Regions from separate parts of the Sus scrofa genome. Here all the other regions are linked to region 1. The links are chromatin contacts, called in public Hi-C and promoter capture Hi-C maps. All regions are on one chromosome and are shown on one strand. Each heading gives the region's core, a stretch centred on a gene start, on an enhancer-like site or on the middle of the called end of the contact. The rest is flanking DNA. Distances are from core to core; before and after follow the strand shown. Region 1 holds the start of RPS6 (40S ribosomal protein S6). Region 2 holds the start of DENND4C (DENN domain-containing protein 4C). Region 3 holds the start of PLIN2 (perilipin 2).

The links. Promoter capture Hi-C pulls out the DNA fragments that hold promoters and counts their contacts. A called contact is a pair of places that touch in the nucleus more often than the background predicts.
Region 2: a contact with region 1 is called in a promoter capture Hi-C map of fetal liver, with 2.1 times the contacts expected there. The contact joins the promoter of DENND4C here to the promoter of RPS6 in region 1. A contact is called at or near these places in 1 of 5 promoter capture datasets (fetal liver), 3 of 47 Hi-C or Micro-C datasets (heart right ventricle, liver and psoas muscle) and 1 of 2 datasets of contacts at active chromatin or transcription factors (skeletal muscle).
Region 3: a contact with region 1 is called in a Hi-C map of embryonic fibroblasts, with 1.9 times the contacts expected there. The contact joins the promoter of PLIN2 here to the promoter of RPS6 in region 1. A contact is called at or near these places in 2 of 5 promoter capture datasets (fetal liver and liver), 4 of 47 Hi-C or Micro-C datasets (embryonic fibroblasts, heart right ventricle, liver and 1 more) and 2 of 2 datasets of contacts at active chromatin or transcription factors (alveolar macrophages and skeletal muscle).

The regions. Positions count from the first base shown.
Region 1 is chr1:203,443,044-203,446,559 of Sscrofa11.1, forward strand. It overlaps RPS6 (40S ribosomal protein S6), which reads left to right and starts at 1,317. Exons shown (of 6, transcript XM_003121890.4): 1 at 1,317-1,451; 2 at 1,972-2,103; 3 at 2,606-2,816; 4 at 2,998-3,144. The coding sequence starts at 1,446.
Region 2 is chr1:203,599,281-203,602,684 of Sscrofa11.1, forward strand. It overlaps DENND4C (DENN domain-containing protein 4C), which reads right to left and starts at 2,018. Exons shown (of 33, transcript XM_021063184.1): 1 at 1,610-2,018.
Region 3 is chr1:203,682,093-203,685,570 of Sscrofa11.1, forward strand. It overlaps PLIN2 (perilipin 2), which reads left to right and starts at 1,955. Exons shown (of 8, transcript NM_214200.2): 1 at 1,955-2,007.

The DNA of each region.
Region 1 (3,516 bases), core at 67-2,566:
TCTGGCGCTGCCATGAGCTGTGGTGTAGGTCGCAGACGCGGCTCGGATCCAGCATTGCTGTGGCCCTGGTGTAGGCCAGCGGCTTCAGCTCCGATTAGACCCCTAGCCTGGGAACTTCCATATGCCGCGGGAGCGGCCCAAGAAATGGCAAAAAGACCAAAAAAAAAAAAAAAAAAAAAGAAAAATATGAAGTAAATATGTAATAGATAATAAATGTTCCTTCAGGGTACTGTTAGATAGACGTTAGATCTGGGTTCTCATTCTCCCAGGAATGTTCTGGAGGACTATCAAATGCACTGTGTCTTTCCCACATCTGTCTTCTATTAAGAGTTGTATCATTACTGATTCAAGATTTACTCTAATACACTTATTCTCCCTCTGCTGGTCGGCTCCATACTATCACACTCTGCTAGACTAATGCATATCACAGCTAGGGTTATGATCATTTAACACATATTTACTGAGCCTTACTTATTATATGCCATGCACTTTGGCGCCTCCTGAGTATACCACAGTGAAGGTAAGTCATGAGCCTGGGCTAATTTACCATCTAGGAGGCGAAAGAGACCATAAGCAAACCATTTATATATCATGAGTACACAGTACTGTAAAGGGAACTAGTGCTATACTAGAGAATACAATTTCTGGTTTTGAGATTAGGAAAGGCTTCTCTTAGGAAAGACATCTAATCTTAAAGACTGGTAGGGCATTAAGGAATAGCGACAGGTGAGTTTGGGACTGCGGAAATTTTCTGTGAAGTCAGGTTAAGAAATTTGAAAAGCACTGCAGCGGAAAACGGTGCATTGCTAGCAAGGGAGTGAAAGAATTTTGCGTTTTAAAAGGATCGCAGAAGCAAGACAGCAGGGAGACTTCATGCTTTATGTAGAGGCACCAGGACTTGGTAATTAAGGTTACCCGCTTGCGCGACGGGGTGGCAGAGTGCATCTGCTGTGCTAGAACGATAACTGCAGAGCGGTTAGAGGATTAGCGGATGATCGAGTGCTTAAGGAAAATACAAATGGCAGCGTTCAAAGCGTCTTGTTCTAAACAGCCGGCACCAGGGCAGGGAACACTCCTAAAGAGGAAATCTTCCGAAGGAGGCTGAGGTCCAGGAGAGCCCAGATCCTGCTCTCCTTTGGTATCATCAGAAGCAGTGCCTGGGACGGAGCAGGTCTCCCCTCCACGGGAGGAGAACACTGCAAAGTAGAGGTGATGGAGATTCTAACCTTCAGAACTAAACCCGGAAGCCTCACTAGAGCGGCCCGCGGAGTTTATCTTCCAATCGCTCTTTAGCCCCCACCCAGAAGTACCGCCCACTCACGCTCACTTCCGCTATCCCAAGCGTTCGACCATCTCGCGAGAACTGGAAGCGCCTATGTGACCTGGGCTAAGCGGAAGTTGGATCTCTTTTTCGTGGCGCCTCGGAGGCGGTCGGCCGCTTGAGGATGAAGGTAGAAACTGCTGAAGAGTGTTGGGCCAGGCTTGAAGAACGTGGGTCGAACTCCCGGACACAACGTTGCCGGAGTCTTAGCTCTTCAAAATTCTGGGTCTAGATAGAGAAGGGTCTGAGGAAGGAGAAGGATCGCTTTTCTGGTGCTGGAGCTCTTTGGGAGAGCGGATGGCGAGCGATTGCAGCTGGAGCTGTGCCGGGCTCGAGGAGCGCCATGGTGGCGTCCTGCCGCCAAGCCAGGATAGAGACGGCGCTGCTGCCCTATTGGCGGCGTGTAGGTCGGCCTCCTTGCTCTGAGAGAGCGAACGGCTGCGGAGCCGCTTTCCCCCGGGCTTCTTTTCGCTAGGCCTAAAAAATGTGTCCTGTTTTTAGTACGGTGTTACGGTGATTATGCACACACGTGCTTTAGTGAGTAAAATTGGTGAGAAACCTTTCTGCAGTTTTTGTAGGGGTGACATGAAATGCTTTTTGTATCGGTTCTGCGATTTTCATGAAGTTCCTTTCCTCTCGTTCATAATTAGTTGAACATCTCTTTCCCGGCCACTGGCTGCCAAAAACTCATTGAAGTGGACGATGAGCGAAAACTTCGTACATTTTATGAGAAACGCATGGCCACAGAAGTTGCTGCTGACGCTCTGGGTGAAGAATGGAAGGTAAAAGTTAACTGCTGAATTGAATTGTTAGAGCTATTTAAGAGAAAGAATGGTAATTGGTAAACGCAGTAGGGTTCTGTCTTCTGATCTTGAGATGGTTCCAAATGTCACTTTTACAAGGTGGAGCTGTCATTTGGAGGGGTTACGTAGGTCAAATTAAAAAATACAGTTCTTGCTCTACGAACTAATGTTCTCCAAAGGGTATCCTCGAAAGTGCCAAGAAGGGTTGTTTCCTGATTTATTGCTCTTTGGTACTTTGTTTTTTTTAACATCTTTTGTCCCCAGGAGCTGTTCTGGTAAAGCACAGGTTAAAAATACGACCTGATTGAAAGGAATTTGTTAACTGAACTTGGCAAATTGGAAGTATAGCCAAAATTTAGTGACCAGAGCAAAAGATTAAGTTTGAAATTGGTGTTAATGAACTGTACTTGTAAAATTGAAGGTGTACTTCAAAGAAGCCACAATCCTTTGTCCTGTAATGTGTTGCTGTATTCTTTTGCAGGGTTATGTGGTCCGAATCAGTGGTGGGAACGACAAACAAGGATTCCCCATGAAGCAGGGTGTCTTGACCCATGGCCGAGTCCGCCTGCTACTGAGTAAGGGGCATTCCTGTTACAGACCAAGGAGGACTGGAGAAAGAAAGCGCAAATCAGTTCGGGGTTGCATTGTGGATGCCAATCTAAGTGTTCTCAATTTGGTCATCGTAAAAAAAGGTGAGACTTGTTCTTGAGATAATTTTCATTGACACTAATTTAAAGCTGATTGTCCGATTTTTTTTCATTTGTAGTATCCACAGTTTGACCAGTGGGCTTCTTTTAGCAATGCCTGAACAATCTCGGTTACTTGTTTGTAAAGGAGTTGTTGAACTAAACTTTCATCACTTTTCTCGTTAAGGGGAGAAGGATATTCCTGGACTCACCGATACCACTGTGCCTCGCCGCCTGGGGCCTAAAAGAGCTAGCAGGATCCGCAAACTTTTCAATCTCTCTAAGGAAGACGATGTCCGTCAGTATGTAGTGAGAAAGCCCCTAAACAAAGAAGGTAATGGGAGATTATGTGGTTTAGGGTTTGCTTAATTTCAGTGAGTTGTCATAGCGTTTTGTGTGATTGTTAGAAAATAAAAATCTGTACCTACTCTTGACCTAGAATCTGAGCTTTAGGAAAATAGGGAGAAAGACAGGATACGCAGTTGGTATTACTCCTTTTATCTCCTGCCCTCTATAGAGTGTTAGAATATTTCTTGGAAATTGCCCTTGAGTCATTGATGTATAAGTTTGTTCAAAGATACTTTTATCAGACATTTTAAAGTTCATTGTTTTGGGGTTAGGAGTTGAAAGAATGGTAGAAATTTCTTGGAGCATGGTTGATGTGCTCTTGCTCCACACTTTGGTTTTCTTTGCATGTCAGTGGTTC
Region 2 (3,404 bases), core at 768-3,267, 160 kb after region 1:
ACTCCAACATACAACTTCAAAATTTCTAACATCACAGTTTTTCCATTATTCAAATAAACAAGTCTAAACAGTAGACTAAATGAGGTACTAGGGCCAGTCAAGTGACATTATCAGTTCAGTAAAATCAGTTAATACAAAAGATAGACCCCTAATCGCAATCATCTGTGGCAAAAAGTGGCCACAGGGGATGCCAATGAAGGGAAAGTGTGGATTGAGTTGGCCATTACTAGAAAAACAAGTCAAAGAAAGCCTATATGAGAGATTAACCTCATGCACACAAATCTAAGTTCATCTTCGAGTTCCAGTCTCACACCAAGAAGGCAGTTTATCGAATTTTTAACAGTAATACAAAGAACAAGGCAAAAAATAAAATAGAGCGGGGTTTTTTCATGGTAAATGCAGATAACCTTCCATGTTCAGAAAGTTTTCCTTTTACAACCAGTTTTGCTCCTATCACGTGTACACTTAAAATCCTACAACGCTTCGCATTTCAGATAATATGATCACCTCAAATCAAGTATTTATTGAAAACTTATAGCCTTAGCACTAACGTTCTCTATCTTACTATACCATTCACCTTCTTAATTGGGAGACGGGAAGGGAAGACCTACTCCTACAGTAAATTGAGGTCTAGGGAGAACACCTTAACACGAGTTTGCACACAATTAAGCAGGCTCAGTAAATCAATTACCCAGACTACAATGCTTGACAATCTCTCTGAAGCAAAAACACAGACAGCTGAGGGTTCATTACTGGAGATGACTCTTTCCCTCACGTTTGCACAAGTAACTTCGGGTAACTGATCTAAATTTCCTCCTGTGAAACAAACATGGGGGGGGTATTTAAAAACCGGGTCATTCCTTATTAATTCTGATGAGGCACGATCTCCAAGGAAAAGGTCTATGAATCAGAAAAAAAGAGTTCAGTGATACAAGACAGCATCCTCAATGCAAAAAAGTTACAGCTTTTTTCTGCACTAGGGACTCCTTAGTTGGTTTTATTTGTGTTTTGTCACTCACTCAGAGTTGAATGGAACCTGCCTTCCTAAAAGTCATCCCCAACAAAGAAGCCCTGAGAATCCGCCACGCTAAAGCGGATAAGGAAACGTCCTCAATCCACCTGCACACCTGCCCAGGTCCCCAGGTGCCCCGCTCTGTCTTCCAGCAACTCTCGAGACCCCAACCTTAGCTCTTCATCCGCTCTATGTCAACCCCCTCGGGAGCCCCAGTCCCAGCCCCTTTCCCCCTGCCCCCATCCAGGCGGCCGTCTCCCTGGCTGTCCAGAAGGCCCGAACCCCTCGCGCTTCCTTGCACCGCCAGGGCTCTCAGCAGCCCGAGCGAGACCCGGGGAGGCCCTTCCTGGCGCAGCCTCTCCCCTTCACACTCCGCAGGTTCCGGGGACTCCACGCCTCCGGAAATCGCGGAGAAACGAGGCCGGGAATGCCAGCCCCCGCCACTCTCCGCCTCTTTGGCGACCCCCCGCTGGCTGGCCCTCGGAACTCAGCCCTCCGAGTTGCTACCTGCCCAACGCCCTCCCGGCCCGGGAGCGCGGGCCCGGCTGACGCGCGGCGCAGGACTCCTCTGCGAAAGGCCCTCTGCCGCAGACTCACCTGCCGCCCGCTCCTCCTTCAGCGCCACCCGGGCACAACCTATTCCTGGGGCATGAAAGAACCGGCTTCGGGCCTGGACGCTCTCCGCAGGGCAGAGAGGGGGACGTGCTCCCGCGGCGGCCGCCGCCGCTGCCACCTCGGCCCGAACTGCGCCTGCGCCGCCTCTCGGGCTGGGTTTCGAGGGGCGCCGCTTGCTGCGAGGGGTAATGGCTGGGAGCGCAAGCTCGCTACGGCGCCTCGGTTCACCAGAGGCTGGCGGTGCGAGCAGTGGGTTGCCTAGGAGCTGCGTGCTGCGCTGCCACCCCGACAGCTGACGGCCATATTTCTGTTCCCTTTTTCTTTTTTTCCTCCCCCTCCTTCCGCCCCTTCCACAGAACCGCACTTTCCTTCCACCCCTCCCTCTCCCTTTCCTACTGCGGGGGCGGTGGAAAAGGGCGTGGGGGAGGGGTGGGGATGGGAGGACGCTGGGGGCGGGGCAACGCTCGAGCCCCGCCCCCAAGGAGGGCTTAAGCCGCTTGGTCACTGCTCCCCTCCCCCAGCACCTACCTCCCGATTCCTGCGGAGCGCAGGGTCAGAGCCCAGCCAGCCTGCGAGCATCCACGCGGCGAGTCCCAGCCGTAACAGAGCTAGGGGAAAAAAGGCGCCGGGTACTGTTTGCACCCCCTTTCTGCGGGGCTCAGACTCCCGCTGTGTGGTATGGCTTTATTGCCTTGGCCTCAGGCAGGTAGTGGCTGCTCCTGTAGGGTTTTTCAAAGACCACGAAGGTGACACGGAGTCGCTCAAAGTCACTGAGGACAGTGCCAAGAGGGATGCAAATTTCTGGAGAGAAGTTTCCTTCCCAGGTGGGAGTTGGGATTCGTACCTCGGACTAGGGGCGGGCCTCCTAGGCCGGAGAGAGACCCAGGCGACTGGCTCTTCCCAAAATCGCCTCCCGGTTGCAGCGACCCATGAGAGCCTTTGGCAGGGCTTGGTGTCTCTGTCTCGGCCGAGATTTGGGGATGGAACTTGGAATGTGGACATGATTCTTTAATCAATCTTGGAGTTCCCATTGTGGAGCAGGCGGCGAAAACAAATCCGACTAGTATTCATGAGGACGCAGGTTCAATCCCTGCCTCGCTCAGTGGGTGGGGGATCCACCGTTCCCAGGAGCTGTGGTGTAGGAGCTCCGATCCTCAGTTGCTGTGCCTAGGCCGGCAGGTACAGCTCCAATTCCACCCCTAGCCTGGGAACTTACATATATGCGCTGGGTGCAGCCCTAAAAAGCAAAAAAAAAAAAAAAGAAAAGAAAAAATTCAGTCTTCTCCTGCCTCCTGACTAAATGTAGCCTCCTGATCGTCAGTCACCTAAATACAAATTTTGAAAGATATTAACTGCGTTTTGAAATAATTATATATGTAATTATATATGAAAAAAATAACATCTAGTTATTCTGAAAGAAGCAAATAGTTTGAAACAAATTCGGAGAACTTTTTTACTTCTGAATGACAACAAAAAATTTGTGTCCCCACAGATTCCTTGGCGGGTTGGAATTAGAACTGTCAAGATTTGTGCATATGTAATGAGTATCCACATACATAATGATCATTTTCCTGAGAATTACTGCTATCCTCATTAAATCTGTATTTTTGCTGAGAAGTATGAGATTAAACCTCAGTCATGAGGAGCGTGTTGTCCATTTACTTCTGAAGCTTATTGCATATGTGGATAGTTTAAATTTTGTAGTTGAGGAGTTCCCGTCATGGCGAAATGGTTAATGAATCCGACTAGGAACCATGAGGCTCGCTCAGCCGGTTAA
Region 3 (3,478 bases), core at 705-3,204, 240 kb after region 1:
GGTTCATTACTCCAGAGCCACAACAGGAACTTCGAAGGAATACATTTTTAATAGATCAGTTTGGCTCTTTAAATATGAGAAACTATCACTGTGCAAGCAGCATTAGTTAAAAAAAGTAATTCATGTGAATGCCTTTAGGGTTTCCCACAGTTCAAACCCCATAGCTTGACAAACAAAACTCCCTGCCAGGCTCCGACACCATCACACCTACACGAGTCCCCCCCCCATCCTGGAGACTGAGGACCTGATGCCAGCAATCCCTGAATCTCCCATTTGTCCTCTATCCTTTACCTTCCCCAGGAGAGAACTGGGGAGGCTGAGGCCCCGGGGCAATGTCATCAGATCCCCAGCCATTCACCGTGGCAAGGTCCACACAAACCCTCTTCTGCTTGGGGTGGTTGCGTAACTTGTTTGCTCATACAAGTTTGTTCAAGTCCTTGCCTTTTACACAAGAAAAAACTGGGGCTCATAGGATGATGACTTTGTTTCTTATTTTTGGCCATGCCAGTGGCATGTGAAAGATCCCTGGCCAGGTATGAAACCCACACCGCAGCTGTGACCAAGCCACAGCAGGAGGACTACAGGGGACCCGTAACTTCCTGAGCCACCAGAGAAATTTTTTTTTTTTTTTTTTTTTTTTTTTTTGGACACGTATGGAGTTCCCTGGCCAGGGATCAGATCCAAGCCGCAGCTGCGGCAACATCCTTCCCACCCCGTCCTTAACACACTGTATCAGGCTAGGAATCCAACCAATGTCTCAGCGCTGGCAAGTCGCTGCAGAGCCTGTTGGGCCCACAGCAGGAACTCCCACTAGGGAACTTTTTTTTTTTTTGGCCTTTTGCCATTTCTAGGGCCACTTCTGCGGCATATGGAGGTTCCCAGGCTAGGGGTCGAATTGGAGCTGTAGCCGCCGGGCCTAAGCCAGAGCCACAGCAACACGGTCTGAGCAGCGTCTGCGACCTACACCACAGCTCACCGCAACGCGGGATCCTTAACCCACTGAGCAAAGCCAGATCGAACCCGCAAACTCCTGATGATTTGTTTATTTAAAAAGAAAACGCATAACCCACAACTTTTTAAAAAAGAGGTCATCCTGCATAGTAAACATAGGCAGCAATCACCCCAGGGTGATTTTAGTCTTGATGAGGAAACAAAAGAGACTGAGGGTAGTCTCACAACTTTTGGAAATTCCGATTCAACTTTAAATTAGGCAGATGTTTGAGGAACTGATTTTATTTATTTATTTATTTATTTTTTGTCTTTTTTTTTGTTGTTGTTGTTGTTGCTATTTCTTGGGCCGCTCCCGCGGCATATGGAGGTTCCCAGGCTAGGGGTTGAATCGGAGCTGTAGCCACCGGCCTACGCCAGAGCCACAGCAACGCGGGATCCGAGCCGTGTCTGCGACCTACACCACAGCTCACGGCAACGCCGGATCGTTAACCCACTGAGCAAGGGGCAGGGACCGAACCCGCAACCTCATGGTTCCTAGTCGGATTCGTTAACCACTGCACCACGACGGGAACTCCAGGAACTGATTTTAAAGTCTAAAGAGCAGCAAAACCGCAATCTCTACAGATCCTTCCTGGGTTGGAATTTCACAAAACTGTAGGACTTATTTCCTTGCTATAAGTAACAGTCTAGACGCCACCGTTACCATTTTTAAAGACAGTTCTACTCCGAGGACTGATAGAAATCAACAGTTTAGTTACAGGCTGTCCCCAACACTCCTCCACCGCCTTTTGCAAAGCAACTACGCCTGCGTAGGCGCTGGCGCATTTTTGCCGGGCGCTGGGCCCCTCAGCTCTCCTGACTTAGGCAGGGCCCCCGCCAACGCAGGACAGACCCCGCCCCCGCCAAAGGCGCGCAGCTGCCTCTAAGGTCTCGGATTTCAAGAGGCCTCGGGTCACGTGGTGCGGGGCGGGTTATAAAGCCAGGCGCTGTAGGGCCCAGCTCTGTTGACTGCCGCGCTGATTTCCCGGGCTCTCGACTCTAATTTGCTGCTGGTCGGTGGGTGTGCGCCTCTTTCTGTGGTTTCTCCTGGCTGCTCGGCGCCGGCGGGCTTCAGGCTGGTCTCTCGCGGCCTCACGGCGGTTTCCGGCCCCGGCTGGGAAGGGGCGGTCTCCTGGGCTTGCGCTTTCCACCCTCGCTTTTGATGGTTGAGGCTTCTTTTCTGGCCGCTGCTATAGTGCGGTTGTAGCTTCTTGGCTTGGTTGCGGGTTAACAGTTTCCATTTGTTCCGAAAGGACATTATTAAAAGGAAACGCGGGAGAAAATCGTCTTAAGCCAGAATTTTCTGGGGGTACGCAGTGACATGCCGGCCTATTGATACTGGCCTTCAGCGTGGTTCTTGTTTCATGTAAAACACACTCTTGGCGGCAGTGTGAACTTACTGGCCTGGAAGTGATGGACAGAGGGTGTTCGGGTTCCTTCCTTCCCAGTTCTGCTGCTCAGCTGTAGGGCTGTTTGGTGTGGCTGTGGGTCGTTGGGGACAATAAGTTGACATTTAAAAGCGTCCTGAAAATTTTTTCTGTTCTTCGGAGCACTCCGTTTCTCCTGTGCTTAATGTCCTTTGAACTAGTTTCAGCCCTTTGACAAAGAATAAATTCCCCTCAAAGTGCTTCTTCTTGATCGTCTTGACTATCCAAGACGTCTTCTACTTGAAAGGCAGCTTTAGTTTTAACATGGATTTTTTTTTTTTTTTTTGGGGTCTTTTTCTAGGGCCGCACCCGCGGCACAGGGAGGTTCCCAGGCTAGGGGTCTAATTGGAGCTACAGCCGCCAGCCTGCGCCCGAGCTACAGCAACTCCGGATCCGAGCAGTGTCTGCAACCTACACCACAGCTCATGGCAAGGCCGGATCCTAACCCACTGAGCGAGGCTAGGGATTGAACCCGCAACCTCATCGTTCCTAGTCGGATTCGTTAACCACTGAGCCACGATGGGAACTCCTTAACATGGATTTTTACTTGGTTAGCATTTTTGCCCACAGATAGTTCTCTTCCAAAGGCATCTCAAATGTCCTGGTGGGGAAAATATTGAATTGTACACTTTAAGTGGGTGAATTATACACGTGAGCTCCGAAGCATCTGGGAATGTATTTACCCAGGGGAGAGTTCTGAGAGTCAGAGGGTGGGAAGAAGTGCCAGCTACCCTTAACTTCATCTCTGTTCTCCTTCCTTTGCTTGAAACTAGCTTTTGCTTTGGTTGGGGGTGGAATTTGGGAGAGTCTTTTTTTTTTTTTTGTCTTTTTTGTTGTTGTTGTTGTTGCTATTTCTTGGGCCGCTCCCGCGGGCATATGGAGGTTCCCAGGCTAGGGGTTGAATCAGAGCTGTAGCCACCGGCCTACGCTAGAGCCACAGCAACGCGGGATCCGAGCCGCGTCTGCAACCTACACCACAGCTCACGGCAACGCCGGATCGTTAACCCACTGAGCAAGGGCAGGGACCGAACCCGCAACCTCATGGTTCCTAGTCGGATTCG